Regions from separate parts of the Mus musculus genome. Here region 1 is linked to region 2. The links are chromatin contacts, called in public promoter capture Hi-C maps. All regions are on one chromosome and are shown on one strand. The core of a region is the stretch at or near the end of the contact, and the rest is flanking DNA. Distances in the headings are between cores, read along the strand shown.

The links. Promoter capture Hi-C pulls out the DNA fragments that hold promoters and counts their contacts.
Region 1: a contact with region 2 is called in a promoter capture Hi-C map of neural stem cells. The contact joins the enhancer-like site here to the promoter of Nppa in region 2. A contact is called at or near these places in 5 of 39 promoter capture datasets (cranial neural crest, embryonic stem cells and neural stem cells), 8 of 484 Hi-C or Micro-C datasets (the G1E-ER4 cell line, the HL-1 cell line, embryonic stem cells and 1 more) and 4 of 9 other capture datasets (adipose tissue, embryonic stem cells, liver and 1 more).

What each region holds. Positions count from the first base shown.
Region 1 is chr4:148,058,331-148,065,486 of GRCm38.p6, forward strand. It overlaps Mthfr (methylenetetrahydrofolate reductase), which reads left to right. Exons shown (of 12, transcript NM_010840.3): 12 at 1-1,232. Gm13201 (a long non-coding RNA gene) reads right to left here. Exons shown (of 10, transcript XR_004691353.1): 9 at 2,151-2,394. Among named protein-coding and RNA genes, the nearest start is that of Gm13201, 15 kb to the right of the region's middle. Within about 2 kb of position 2,206, at least 15 of the 459 cell types and tissues checked have an H3K27ac peak or open chromatin away from gene starts, as enhancers often do. A contact at or near this core is called in neural stem cells, where this site is marked.
Region 2 is chr4:147,998,039-148,005,439 of GRCm38.p6, forward strand. It overlaps Nppa (natriuretic peptide type A), which reads left to right and starts at 2,684. Exons shown (of 3, transcript NM_008725.3): 1 at 2,684-2,916; 2 at 3,020-3,346; 3 at 3,737-4,036. The coding sequence starts at 2,797. The coding sequence ends at 3,748. It overlaps Clcn6 (chloride channel, voltage-sensitive 6), which reads right to left. Exons shown (of 23, transcript NM_011929.3): 23 at 6,221-7,401.

The DNA of each region.
Region 1 (7,156 bases), core at 956-3,455, 60 kb after region 2:
GCCTCTTCCATGTGGCCGTGCCAGGCTGAGCAGCACATTCTCTACAGCAGGTGGCCAGCAGCTGTGAGTCTGAAGGAAGAGCAGGGGGACAAGGACCAACTGCAATGGGCTTGACCCTGCTGACCACAAGGGGGTCCTGCCTGCCTCCTGCCAGAGCAGGCTCCCACCTGCGTGCATAATGGGGCGCTTCACCTGACACTCAGGAGTCCCAAGACCCCCAGATGAGGCAAGCCACCCGTAGTGGCACAGCTCCCTCTGACCATCCTCCCCGTTGGCTGAAAACATCTAAGCAGAGGCTGGCTCAGTACTGCGGTGGAGCTCAGGCCAGCCCTGAGATTGACATTATGCTCCTGAATTAAGCTTTAGATGTTGCCGAAGCCTTGCCTCTCACATGTGGCCTGACTCCAAGGTCTGGGCTCCCAACTAATGCAGCATACACAGGGGATTCACAGCACCACAGAATGGCTCGCCACCTGCACGTGTTGCCAGGGGAAGGCTACCTGGGCATGCATGAACCTGTGGTAAAGAGCAGGACCCTGGGTACCATTCTCAGTGTCTGCGTGTTTCTAGAAACCTCAGTTTATCAGCATATCAGCCCTGCCTTCACTAACAAGAAGAGAATGAAAGTACATATACTTTTAAAAGGTTCTAGTGTACTGGTGAAATTTCACGACGCTGAGGCAAGAGGGCGAGAGGCTGCCTCATGAGCTTGAAGCCACCTGGACTGTATAAGCTGGGTCTACAAAGCCTGTAACATCAACAAGCCCAACAGCATGAGGCCCATGGTGTGCCAGCACCCTGAGCCCGTACGAGGATTCTGAAACCCAGCAACGCTAGTCTTGCAATTCTGTTTCAAAGGCAAAGCCACTTTGATGCCTTATGTTCTTTCCAAAGTTAATTCTGTTCCTCTGGCATCTGAGCAAGAGTCTTGGTGAGGCCAGATTGTCTTTGGGAACACTGTCTAGCCTGCCAGGGACTTGGGCTGAGTCCCCTAGTTACATCTGCAGACCTCTAGGCAGTGTTGTTTCTTGCACCTGGCATTTGTGATTATCTCTCTCCTCCTGATAGGCCTTCAGCCTCTCACTGTTGTGTCAGAGCTAAGAACTTCTGGTCTGAAGGTGACTTTTTGGTACAGAAAAGAGAAAAACCCAAATTTCTACTTTATTTTCTAAAATGAGCACATTGCATTTTTCCAATTAAAAAAAAATTGCTGTCTCCATATAGCTGTTTTTAAATGCTTAGCGTAATTTATTTTTGTGTGCATGTGTGTGTGTGCGTGTGTGTATGTGTGTGCGTGTGTATGTGTGTGTGCGCGCGCACGTGCGTGTGCACACACCTATGGAAGCCAGAACAGGCCATTGAGTCAACAGATCACCCGGAGCTTGAGCTTCACAGGGTTGAAAGCCACCAATGTGGATGTGGGTGCTGGGAAACGAACTCTGGTCCCTCTAGAAAGAGCAACCAGTTACCATGGAACCATCTCTCCAGCTCCCAGATGGTGCTGTAACTGAATTTAAGATCTGAAGGTGTAGCTTAGTGAACATTTGTCCAGCGTCTCTCTTAAAAAAACTATGTGGTGTTTGTGGTATACGTGTCAGGAAGGGCAGGCATGCCTTGGTGAGCATGACAGCCAGAGGACAACTCTGGAGTTTATTGTCTCCTTCTGCCTTCACATCAGTTGTGATAATCAAATCAAGTCATTGGGTTGGCATGGCAAGTGCCTTTACCTGCCCAGACACCCTGCTCACCCATGGATACTTTTTTCCCCCTTTGAGACAGTTTAATTATTCAGCCCTAGCTAGCTTCAAACTCCCGGAGATCTTGCCTCTGCCTGCCTCTGCCTTCCTAATACTGGGATTAAAGGCACACAACACCGTGCCCAGCCACAAACACTTTTAAACAGTGTCCATCTCCCTAATAGAGACCCTTTGAAGGCAGACCTGCACAGGGCTGTCACTCAAGAGGTTTGCTAATGGATCCTCCCGCTTCCACCCTGTTGTTGGCCACCCTGCACTGGGTTGTGTGGTGTCTGTAAATATGTTTGCCCCTGGAGAAGTGTCTAGCCACAATCCCATCGTGGGCAGAAACCAAGTGATTTTAAGGGTTTGTTTTGGAAAGTTGACACCACACCACACACACACACAACTCACACGCATCCAAAAGTATGTGGTGTCCGTCAGTAGCAGGAGATGCCCTCTGCTGGCCAGCCTAAGCCAGTGTCCTAAGTCCATGCCCTGTGCCTGGGTCTGTGGCTCCAGCTTCTGTTTGAACAGAGTTGACTGAGACTGAACCCGGTGGGTCCTAAGGAGACCCCGAAGCCGCTGCCAGCATTGGGTGATAGCAGTTTGTTGGACATAAGCCTGGGCCGCTAACTGCATCCCGACCTCTGGGACTCTGGAGAAAAAGGAGGAGCCTGTTAGAGCCAAAGACAAATGCTCAGCCTGGCCCCTCCCATCCCTATTTTTGATGATCCACCAAATATGCATGAAAGGGGTAAAATATCAGACAGCAGAGGCAACTGTCCTGTTTCAAGGGACAGAGAGGGCAGTGCTAACAGCTACATCCTGTCCCCTCCCCTGGGGAATGCCAGTGCACTGCCCACTTCTGTTGAGTGCATGCGCACACTTGCCCAGGCTAAGACATAAGGCAGTTAAAGTCAGGAGCTTTTCCAAGGATGGGTGACACTAGAAAGTGACAGAATTGGGATCCGCTCCAAAGATCAGGATGTCTCTGTCCTCCTGGCAGACAGACAGACAGACAGGTACCACTCAGCCACGCAATGTGCTCCCCATTACCAAAATCCAAGTTCAAGACCTCGCCTGGAAGCATGGTGTGAGGTTGCCCTCCGGTCTCGGGCACTCACCGCGTTGTCAGCTGCTGGGCAGCATGAGCCTGGTAGACCTGGCCTAGGCAGGGCTGGTACATCCACAGGATCCAGTACAGGGCCACCTGGGCTGAGGCCTCATGGCACCACCCTAGGGTGACTCGCCCCACTGCAAAAGCCTGCTGGGCCTGTGTCCTCCACAGCTGCCTGACAACTCAACTCTGCCGCACAAAGCTTCTCCAGCCCAGGACAAAGGCCACATATTGGTCCTGTGCCAGGGTCCCTGCTCTACAGGTCTCCTGCAAGCTATCGAGTATGGCCCCTAGGTCTCTTCTCAGGCTGTCCTGGAAGTCTTCACGCTGGTCCTCTGACACTCTTATGTCCCTCATATGGTCACACTAGGCCTGGAAAGAGCTGCAGGGGGCAGGGATGTTGATTCTCAGTTGGGTTTTGTGTTTATTCAAAATGATACCTGCAGAAATGCCTGAGATCCCAGCACTGAAGCAGGGGGGTTCCTAAGGCTAACCCAGGCTTGAAGACCTTGCAAGGCTAGGAATCTAACTCAATTAGTAAAGGGCTTTCCTAACGTACACAAAGCCTATGGTTCAATCCCTAGTACAAAGTCTGGAGTCCAATCCCTAACACTAAATAAAGTAGGCATGGTAGCTTATGCCCAGAAGCCCAGCACACCTTATATAGAGGCAGGAAGATCAAGATTCAAAGCTATCCTTGGCTAACCAGAGGCAGTTGGAGGCCAGCCTGAGCTATACGAGTTCATCCTCTCTTGGCTACTTTAAGAGGACTGAGGGCCTAAATCTCCTCAGAGCTAAAGGAAACACCTACCTCTGTCACCGTCACTGGCCTATTGAAGTCAGAGAGCTAGCCTGGTCAAGAGGTGAATTGTGAGGCTTGTTACCAACCCCAAAAGTAAAGCGAGGCTGCTGACCAACTCCTCTGGCTCAGACCAGCTTTCTCCTTAGTTCTCCATCTCACCTAAGTCCCAGACCTCTAGTGGGAATCCCCAGAGCTTTTCATGCCCGGGCTCCCTGCCTTTCCCAGGTGGCAAGGGCAGACCCCTCCTACCCCACAAGCCCCTACCCCTGAAGACATCTCAGCTACAGCCTGCTGCCGCTCCAGTCCCTAGACACAGCCTTCTGAAGAACCTGGAGGTGGACCTGTCCCCACCTCTGGTACTGTTCACAGAGAAACTGCTGCCCTGGGGCCAGAGAGACTGAGAGCCACTGGGGACCCCCCCAGCCTCTTCCCTGTTTCCTGCTCAGCCAGCCCTCTGCCCTACACTCTAACTGCCCGGCTAAAATGCTTTTGGTTACCAGGCACTGTATTCAGGAAGTTGAGGCTCTGTTTGTTTTGTTGTTGTTGTTGTTTGTTTGTTTTGTTTTTCTTGGTGCTGGGGACTGAACCCAGAATGTTGCCCATGTCAAACCCACACTCCCCAGAGAATGCCATTCCCAGACTTTTTGTTGAAGATGTTGGCAATGTTTTTAGGCACTGGAAGAATTCAGTTTTAAAACTCTCGGGGCTGGGTATATAGCTCTGTTTCAAGAACACATGCTTTGTCTCATGTGTATAAAGCCCTGGGCTCAATCCCCAGAATAGCACAATCCAGGCATGGTGTCAGAGGACTATAAGCCCAGCACTTGAAAGGTGGGTGGAGGAGGATGGAGTGTTCAGAGTTACCCTCGGCCAGCTACACAGCAAACTGGAGGTGAGTCTTGGCCACAAGAGACCCTTTCTTCAAACAAACAATAATAAAATGAACTTCCAATCTAGATTTGCAGGGGCTAGAGAGATGGCTGTGCAGTAAGTGCCTGTATTACTTTTCTAGAGGCCTGGGTTCCATTCCCAGCACCCACATCAAGTGGCTCACAACTGCCTCTAACTCCAGCTTCAGGGATCTGATGCCACTGGTCTTTGAGGGCACCAGCATGCATGTGACCTACATTCACACAAATACACAGATGCATTCATGGTTAAAAAAGAAAAGAAATCTTCCCCCCAAAAAAAAAAATTAGATTCTGATTTCTCTTTTAAAACCAGAAAATTTGACGTCCATTCCTGAGAGACAAGTAGTGAGCTGGAGAAGTGGCTGGCCCCAGTGGGCAGGGCACCAGCTGTCTAAGACAGTCGAGTCTGTACTGGTGGGCATACAGGACATTGAAAATGGCTGCCACTGAGCTGGCAAGATGATTCAGTAAGTAAAAGTACAGAATTAGGCCCTAAAGAGATAGGTGCTTTGGCCCCGGAACCCGAGATGAGTGGGTTCTGCAGAGATGCCCTGTAGTGAGACTTACCAGCACCCCTACAAGGGAACTTAAGAAGTAGGTGCCTAGCCCCCACAGAGCTTTCAGATGTAGCTCCAGCCCTGGGTGACCCCTCACTGGTAGCCTGATGGGAAAGAAAGAAGCTGGGGGGGGGGCCCCCTAAGCCATTGGACTCTCTCTTGCTTTGTTGACACCATGAGATGCTAAAAGTCTGTGGTTTAAAAGTATAACCTGAGCCGGGTGTAGTGGCACATGCCTTTAATCCCAGCACTCGGGAGGCAGAGGCAGGCAGATTTCTGAGTTCCAGGCCAGCCTGGTCTACAGAGTGAGTTCCAGGACAGTCAGGGCTATACAGAGAAACCCTGTCTCAAAAAAACTAAAAAAAAAAAAAAAAAAAAAAAAAAGCTGTAATAGTGGCTGGGAGTGTGGCTCAGTGGTAGACTGGAGCGCTGTATTCTATCCCCAGAACTGAAGTTAATTTCTATCCCCATTTAGTTACATAAAATGTTGAGGCTATTTGTTGCTCAGAAAGGGGTGGGAGTCTCCTGGAGAGGTGACTACAACTTGGCTGGGGTCAAACTGAGGACAGGGATAAAGATCTTTGTGCGGAGCTAGGATTCTGGGAAGCTAGAGGGGATTCATCCCCTTCCTTCCGCACACAGGCTCCTTGCTCTGCAAGCCTATTTCTTCTACCTCTGCTGCCTAACTGGCATCATGGTCCTGAGAGCACCAGGACTCTCTCTTCCTGGACCTTAGAGCTTAAGCCAGCAACATCTGGAGGCCAGGCAAGGCAAAGGTGATGGGGAAGAGGGAGGTGCTGATATTCTAGCCCAGGGTTTGCTGTGGACTGACAGGATCCCCAGGATCCCCACAGGCACTCGGTGAAGTGGGCACAGTCTTATTCCTGGTTTACAGATGGCCAACCACAGACCGAGAGTACTTAAGTGGCTTGCTCAAGATCCACACAGCAGAAGATAAAAGAGCAGAGACCCACCCAGTCCTAGGTGTACCCTCCGTGATCCAATCCTGGGCTCTGAGATGGCTCTGGAACGGAGTGTCACTAAGGGACCCTTCTGGTCTTCTCCTCTCCCAGGTGTCCCCACCCAGTCCTTGGCTCCCTCTATCAGCAGGAGAGCCAGTGGCTCAGGCCACTCGCACCAGTCCCTGGCCTCGCTCCTGGACTCTCCTGCACTGTCCACCATCCCGCCAGCAGCTGCTTCCACAGACCCATCACAGCCCCACAGTTCCAATTCCAGGCCCAGCGAGCAGCCAGCTCTCCCTGGGCCCGTGGAGTACCGCTGCTCCAGCTGAGGAGGACACTGGGGAGGAGGGGGAATATCCGCTCTGAGCACAGCCCTTAGGCCAGCCTCACCTCTTCCTCCCCGCAGCAACAGGTATGGCCTGGGTGGATCTTTTCCCGGCTCTGATAAACAGATTAGAGGGGTCTGGGGCCCTTCCAAAGGACATAATGACAGATGACAGGACTACAAAGGGCCCTCAACCTCCGATGCCCAGTGCTCAGCCATCAGGGTTGGTGCTATAATTGTGTAATTGTCCTCATTTTGCAGACAGGAAAAGCAGAGACACAGAGAAGTTAGGTAACTTGCCCCAAATCACACAGTCAGAGGCACAAACCAAAGGTATGTAGGTCGTCCCTTCTCAAACCCCGCCCTGTAAGAGCTTCTGGGGAGAAACAAGACACTACAGACTGCCTTGCCGGACCCCCCCCTCACAGCAGGAGAGCACATGAGATTTGGGGGGCCATGCTGACTGGGCTGTGAGACTCCATGGGGCTGCTGCTGGGAAGACCAAGGATGGGTCAGAGGAGCTGTCAGGAAGCAATGACTCCACTACACAATGGACAATGGGGTCCCCCCTTCCTGCAGAGAGGTTCCTACCACCTCTGGAGGGTACACCAGTACAACCTCGCTGCATCCAGAGTCTGCTGGAACTGCACCTGCCAGGGAAGAGGGCACAGCCCCTGCTCTGCCACCTGACTGCTCTCAGGATACCCACCAGAAAGGTCTCCAGGGGGGTGGGGGCCCTAGGA
Region 2 (7,401 bases), core at 1,434-3,933:
ACAAACTGTACAGACCAGAATTCTAGACCCCGGATTCCTATATAGAAAGTTCGTTCTGCCCACCATTGGCTGAGGTGACTTCTTCCCTGAAGTGAGCATGGAGAGGCTTTGGGCCCAAGAGGGTGGGCCTTTCCATGTCTTTTACATTTCTTTTTTAACTTAATTTTTTAAATTTCTTGTGTGTATGCATACATGATGTATGTGCACATGTGTGCACCCAGCACATGGGGAAGCCAGAGGAGGACATTAAGTGTCCCGTTCTAACCCTCTCTGCCATACTCCCATAACGCAATGGGCCAACCCCTTTGCTGTCACGACCCCTTTGATGTTTGGGTTGAATGACCCTTTCACAGAGGTCACATATCAGATATCCTGCGTATCAGATATTTGCAGTGTGACTCGTAATGGTAGCAAAATTAGTTATGGAGTAGCTGCAAAGTAATTTTAAAGTTGGAGGTCACTGCAACCCGAGGAACTGCATTGAAGGCTGAGAATCATTGCTAGAAGTGAGGTCTCTCACTGAACCTGAAGTTATTTTTTGTTTGTTTGTTTGTTTGGGCGGGCTAGGCTGGCAGGCAGCAAGTTCCAGAGAGTCTCATGTCTTCGTCTCCCAGCATTGCATGCTGTGCCAGCATCCCTGCCTGGGTCTATGAATGATGCCGAGGACTCGGCCTCAGGTCCTCCTGCTTGGGAGATCAAGCATACACCCAGCCCTACCTATTGCTTTTCTTTTTATCATTCCTAAAGCTAAGGCTGGCTGGCTTCTGGACATCTCAGGAAGGTACCCCAAAGCAGAGCAGGACTAGAGATATGGAGAGAAACTTCACATTGGGTTGCCTTCCGATTGGTGCTCAAATCAAAGGCTTCTAGAGGACTGGGCTGAGTGGGTGATGGGCTCCACCACTTGTCAGACACAGTATTATACACTGTGTTGGACATGGCGGCACTGAGGTACGGAGAGCATGCAGAGCATCACAGCAGAGCATCTTTTGCCCCTGCCCCTCAAGGAAACCCTGAGGTCACAGAGTCTCAGTGGATGACATTCACGTCCCCTCCAGTTCCACCCTGGAAAGTTGACTCTAGCCAAAAAAAGATGGGCAAACCTTGAAATTGCACTCCTGGGGCACTGGTCAGGATCATAGCTCTCCTAGGGCCACATAGAGACTTCAGATGTGGCTCAGAACAGAAAAGCAACAGCACTTGTCTGAGGCCACCCGCCTCAGCCGTTCTTCAAGTCTTTGCCCAACTCAAAGACCATCTCCAGGAGGTAGGTCATGTGACACACACAGCAAGGAGCCCGAGTTCCCCCAGTAGGGCTGCTCGCCTAGTCCTCTCTGCTAATAATAATCCCCAGGCACACAATTAAGCAGTGAGCGCATCCCAGGGACTCATCCGGAGGCGACAGTGTGAACTTGCACAGATTTCAGACTTCAAGGAGAGATTGGCCAACCCAAATTGGTTGCCTACAACCCCCAGCTTTCTCAAAGGGCTCTCTTTTTCTATCTTAGAGAAAACATCACCGCAGACACCTCTTGTGACTTCCAGCCACATGACAACTCCACCAGGCAGCCACAGGGTCAATGGGCGTGGAAGTCTTCCAATAGCCCATTAAGACGGTCAGAAAGCAGAGAGCAGCAGAAAATGCACACACTTATCACACACACAAAGCATACATATGTCGAAAATGGCTACACTGGGGTGTGGAGACCACTTGTTAAAGGTGGACTGCCTGCTCATGCTCCTGAGGCTGCCAGAAGAATTCATGGCTCACTTCCTTGGTCTCAAAGGTCATGAAGGACATTATGGAGAATGGTGTATGTGTCCCCCCCTCAATCCCTTACCTCCTCCTTCTATTTCCCTGGGAAGGGTGGGACCACCACATATTTCATGCTCAGAGTCTGGGCTTTGGAAAGAAGAAAAGTGGTTTCATCCTCCAAACCCATCCTGTTGGCACCTTGGACACGAGTCTTGGGAGGCAGTAAAAATAAACTTTAGAGGAAATATGCTCTTCTAACATCCCTTGGTGTTTACACGTGTAGCTGAATTCTTTAGAGCCTGTATCATGTTGGCTTCCTGGCTGACTTCATACTCTAAAAAAAAAATAATAGCTCTTTCACCTGACTGCTAACAGGGACATCTAGGGTGGGGGTGGGCTGTCTGGGGCCAGAGGTCCACCCACGAGGCCGATGAATCAGGTGTGAAGCTAGCTCCAGCATGTGTACTCCCTGGCCAGCCTAGCTGGCCTCCCAGCTGCCTGTCATTGCCTCCTCTCCCGCCCTTATTTGGAGCCCCTGACAGCTGAGCAGCAAGCAGGGGGAGCTGGGTGCAGGCCAGCCGTCACCCTCTGCTTCCCTGCATGGGTCCTGTTGCCAGGGAGAAAGAATCCTGAGGCGAGCGCCCAGGAAGATAACCAAGGACTCTTTTCTGCTCCTCTCACACCTTTGAAGTGGGGGCCTCTTGAGGCAAATCAGCAAGAATGTGACTCTTGCAGCTGAGGGTCTGGGGGAGGGGGGTGAGTGGAGCTGCTCAAGGCAAAGGGGCCGTGACAAGCTTTGCCGAACTGATAACTTTAAAAGGGCATCTTCTGCTGGCTCCTCACTCCATCGCTTTATCGCTGCAAGTGACAGAATGGGGAGGGTTCTAGCCCCCCTGCCTTCTCAAAGAGCTGGGGGGCTATAAAAACGGGAGATGCTGGCAGCTAGGAGACAGTGACGGACAAAAGCTGAGAGAGAGAGAGAAAGAAACCAGAGTGGGCAGAGACAGCAAACATCAGATCGTGCCCCGACCCACGCCAGCATGGGCTCCTTCTCCATCACCCTGGGCTTCTTCCTCGTCTTGGCCTTTTGGCTTCCAGGCCATATTGGAGCAAATCCTGTGTACAGTGCGGTGTCCAACACAGATCTGATGGATTTCAAGGTAGGGCCAGGAAGTGGGACACAGACTGGGACCAGGGTCTCTTTGGTACTGGGTCCATTCCTGAGACGTCCCCTTTCTCTGTATTTATTTTGCCTTTATAAAGAACCTGCTAGACCACCTGGAGGAGAAGATGCCGGTAGAAGATGAGGTCATGCCCCCGCAGGCCCTGAGTGAGCAGACTGAGGAAGCAGGGGCCGCACTTAGCTCCCTCCCCGAGGTGCCTCCCTGGACTGGGGAGGTCAACCCACCTCTGAGAGACGGCAGTGCTCTAGGGCGCAGCCCCTGGGACCCCTCCGATAGATCTGCCCTCTTGAAAAGCAAACTGAGGGCTCTGCTCGCTGGCCCTCGGAGCCTACGAAGATCCAGCTGCTTCGGGGGTAGGATTGACAGGATTGGAGCCCAGAGTGGACTAGGCTGCAACAGCTTCCGGGTAAGAGGAGCTGTGGATGGAAATGGGATAGAGGTCAGGTGGGGTCTTGTTAGGGCTCAAACCTTGCCAAGGGACACTACCAGGGAGCATCTTTGGCAGCTGAGAGCCTGATGCATGTATCATTTTCTCTGTGAGTTCTTCCTCACTACGATGGGTGTCCCTTGAGTTTCAAGACAATGACAACAGCTGCTGCAGGGTCTGAGCCACAAGCACTGGGGAGTTAGAATACAGGGCCAAGACTGCCTCATTAATGCTTACCAGTGCCTTGCTTGCCGGTTTAATCACAGAGGCTAGACTGTGGCTTGTGGGAAATAGTTGATCGCTGTTCAAGTGGAACAATTTAGCCCAGTAAAGGCAGATCATCAAGCCAGTATATTTTTCTCTTTGTAGTACCGAAGATAACAGCCAAGGAGGAAAAGGCAGTCGATTCTGCTTGAGCAGATCGCAAAAGATCCTAAGCCCTTGTGGTGTGTCACGCAGCTTGGTCACATTGCCACTGTGGCGTGGTGAACACCCTCCTGGAGCTGCGGCTTCCTGCCTTCATCTATCACGATCGATGTTAAATGTAGATGAGTGGTCTAGTGGGGTCTTGCCTCTCCCACTCTGCATATTAAGGTAGATCCTCACCCTTTTCAGAAAGCAGTTGGAAAAAAAAAAAAAGAATAAACTTCAGCACCAAGGACAGACGCCGAGGCCCTGATGTGCTTCTTTGGCTTCTGCCCTCAGTTCTTTGCTCTCCCCAGCCTTGATCCCTCATTTCTCCCTCCTTCCCTCCCTCTTCTTGCTGTGTGTGTGTGTGTGGGGGGGGAGCCTCACGTCATAGTCCTCAAAATGCTCTGCCTCCATCACAGAACCCGGGAAAGTCCACCCAGGCTGAAAAGGGCATTTATTTTTAATTCATGAAAAGGGAACACGAACACACCTTTTCCTGAGGACAGGTAATGACATCTCTGCTCAGAAGTTTCAAGCATTCCTTTCTGGTTAGAGCCTGGGTGGCTTTAAGGGGCATTTAGAGAACCAGAAACTGCCCAGATCTGTTACAGAGTGCCAGCTGCTGTGACCATGTGAATTTCACTCTCTGAGTATGGGCAAGTGTGAATGGAGGGTGGGTTAAGCAGCTGAGAGGAGGAAGGTTTACAGGCTGATGGGTGGCCAGTTCAAACGATTTGTGGGCTACCCCACTGCTGCGTCACCACCTATCCACGTGTATCACTCGGTGCTGGAGATCAAACTCAGGGAGCCAGAGGCATTTGAAAATAGCCACAATCTCCCTAACACAGGACTGTGGAGCTTCAACTTGTACGTTGCGTGGAGGAGAGAACCACCAGGAAACATGCAGTACCTTATTTACTTTTAGTTTATGTAGCTTTGGCTGGCCTCAGACTCTAGGAGACCTGCCTTGCTACATTACCAAGTCTGGCTAAGGTGCAGTGTTTTTATACCAGCTTGTGAAAGGCACTGCTCTAAGCAGAGAACACATTCAGGGCTCATAGTGAACACTGCTTCTTCTCTGAGATCACTCAGGTCATCTTATAGCTCCAATAGGATATGGTTTGCTAACCCCCCTGTGTGCTTGTGTGTGTCTGTGTGTGCGCACGCATGTGCGTGTGCCTGTGTACTTGTGTCCCTAACCTGTACTGGGCATGTTATATAAAAATGGGGAGGATAACCCGAGTAGTATCGTGCACACCTGTTGAGGGGCAGCAAGGCCAGGAGCAGACAGTGATTGGCTGGAGATTGAGGAAGAACTTCAATCACTTCCAATCAAAATATTCCTGTCTGAGCCAGGCATGGTCACATATACCTTAGTCCCAGCACTGGGGAGAAAGGGGTCGGCAGATCTCTGTAAAGTCAAGACTAGCCTGGTCTACACAGTGTGTTCCAGGACAGTCAGTGCTATGCGTGAGACACTTACTCAGTTAAAAAACAAAACAAAAACCCACTTTCTACCTGGATCTCAAATTAGAGAGTACAGAGAGCCAGTCAGTGGAGAGTGACATGTGAGGACCAGCGTGAATGGGAGGGAAAAGCATGCATAGAGCCAGTCAGGGGAGAGTGACGTGCGAGGACCAGCATGAATGGGAGGGAAAAGCATGCAGAGAGCCAGTCAGGGGAGAGTGACATAAGTGGACCCGTGTGAATGGTAGGGAAAAGCACGCATAGAGCCAGTCAGGGGAGAGTGACGTGCGAGGACCAGCGTGAATGGGCGGGAAAAGCACGCAGAGAGCCAGTCAGGGAAGAGTGACGTGCGAGGACCAGCGTGAATGGGAGGGAAAAGCCTACATCGGGAGTTGGGAGTCATAATTGCTAAGGAAAAAAAGGAGCTGCTAGGGGTGTCCCCCAGATGTCATGGGACAGACATGGTGACAGGGCAGGGGCCTGACGGGCTATGACTGGTGACAAGGCAGCACAGACACAGCAAGTGGTATTCCTTGTAAAATAAGACAAGCAGGCAGAAGCGCATGCGTATGTGCAAGCACACACCAGGAGAGCTGGGAGGGCTTCCTCTCCTCAGGCTGCTGTTAGGCTCTCGTCTCTGGGGTAAGTCCCCAGACAGACTGTCCACTGTTGCCCTGGTGCAGCTGGCAGGAAGAAAAGATCAACAGACCAAAAGTGTGCATAGGTGACAGGTGCCGCAGAAGAAAGAGGGGTGGGGACAGGCAGTGAAAGGGAGGTGCGGGCCAGCAGACTGCCTTTCCTGGCTGGGTCTGATGGCAGAGACCTGGAATCCCAGCATGTGGAAGGTACGGAGGGGCAGGGCAGCTCAGGTCATCGCCTGCGTTCCATCAGACCTTGTCTTAGAAACAGACTGCTTTGCTACAGCGCCTTAACTTTCCCTACTTAAGAGCGAGCGAGCACCGTGGAGACAAGGTCTACAGAGAAGGTGCAGACATTTTTATTCTGACTTAAGAGTGACCACAAGAACGTCCACCTTCCAAAGGGCCAAATAAAAATAGACTTTTACAAATTAAAAAAGATACCATTTATCTACACAGTGGAATCAGCTAATGTTACCGTATAAACACAGTATGACCGAAAGGCGGAAGCTGCAACTGGACAGTCTCTGAGGTCCACAGGAGCCAAGGGCAACTCTCCTTGTCAACATGGCTGGGCCAGGAAGGCTGGGCTGGCCTCTCCGGAAGCTTTCTTGTCACCAAGGTCTGCATCAAACTGTCACATGGCTAGCTGAGTCAAGCTAATGTCCGTCCCAGCTGGAACTGCTTAACAAGGTCACATGCAGACATCTCATAAAATACCCAACTCCCACAGCAGTACCGGAGCCACACAAATGCCCAGGCGCAGAAGCCAGCCAGGAAACTGCCTCAAGCCAACCTCAGTGACCCCCCATGGAACTGTGTCTGACAAGGTGCTGTGGTGCATTGGGGGATGGGGTGGGGGACCAAGCTTCGACAAGTAAGAGACTGAGCCACTAGTTCGAAGGGACTGCCATGGGTGGAGGGGTCCACGGCTTAGTTATAGTTCACAGGTGAAAAAGCTGTTGTCTTTGGGCTTTTCTGGAAAGGCAGGTTCAGCAGGGACCCAGAAAACTGAGTGTCCTAGAGGAGCATGGGCCAGGGTGGGTATGCCTGGACCCTGTCCACTCTGGGCTAAACTGATGGTCACACACACACACACACACACTCGATGGACAAATCACAACAGGACTGGCTTGGAGGCAGGGAAGCTGTGGACTGAGGTCCTCCACAGGCTACAATTCTGCAAACCCACCAGGCTGGGAAGACAGTTCTGTGGTGTGTCACACTTTTCTCTTAGTGGGAGCAACTGGTTTTCTTCTTGATAGAGCACACAGCAGGGCAGGAATTGAAATCAGCCATAAAATGAAGCTGGCAGCGGCCAAACACAACCATGCTTAGCTATTTTCCCAACTACTTGGGAAGAGTTTCAACCCCCACCCCACTCCCAACCCCCAGTCAGAAGTTGAAAACAGAGTAAGTCAAGCTCTTTCTGGTAAAAAGGTAAGCAAATGGGGAAAACAGAGGGCCAGGGTCACTGTCAGCCCTAAAGATCCAAGGTAGCCCCTGACCATGGCCGTG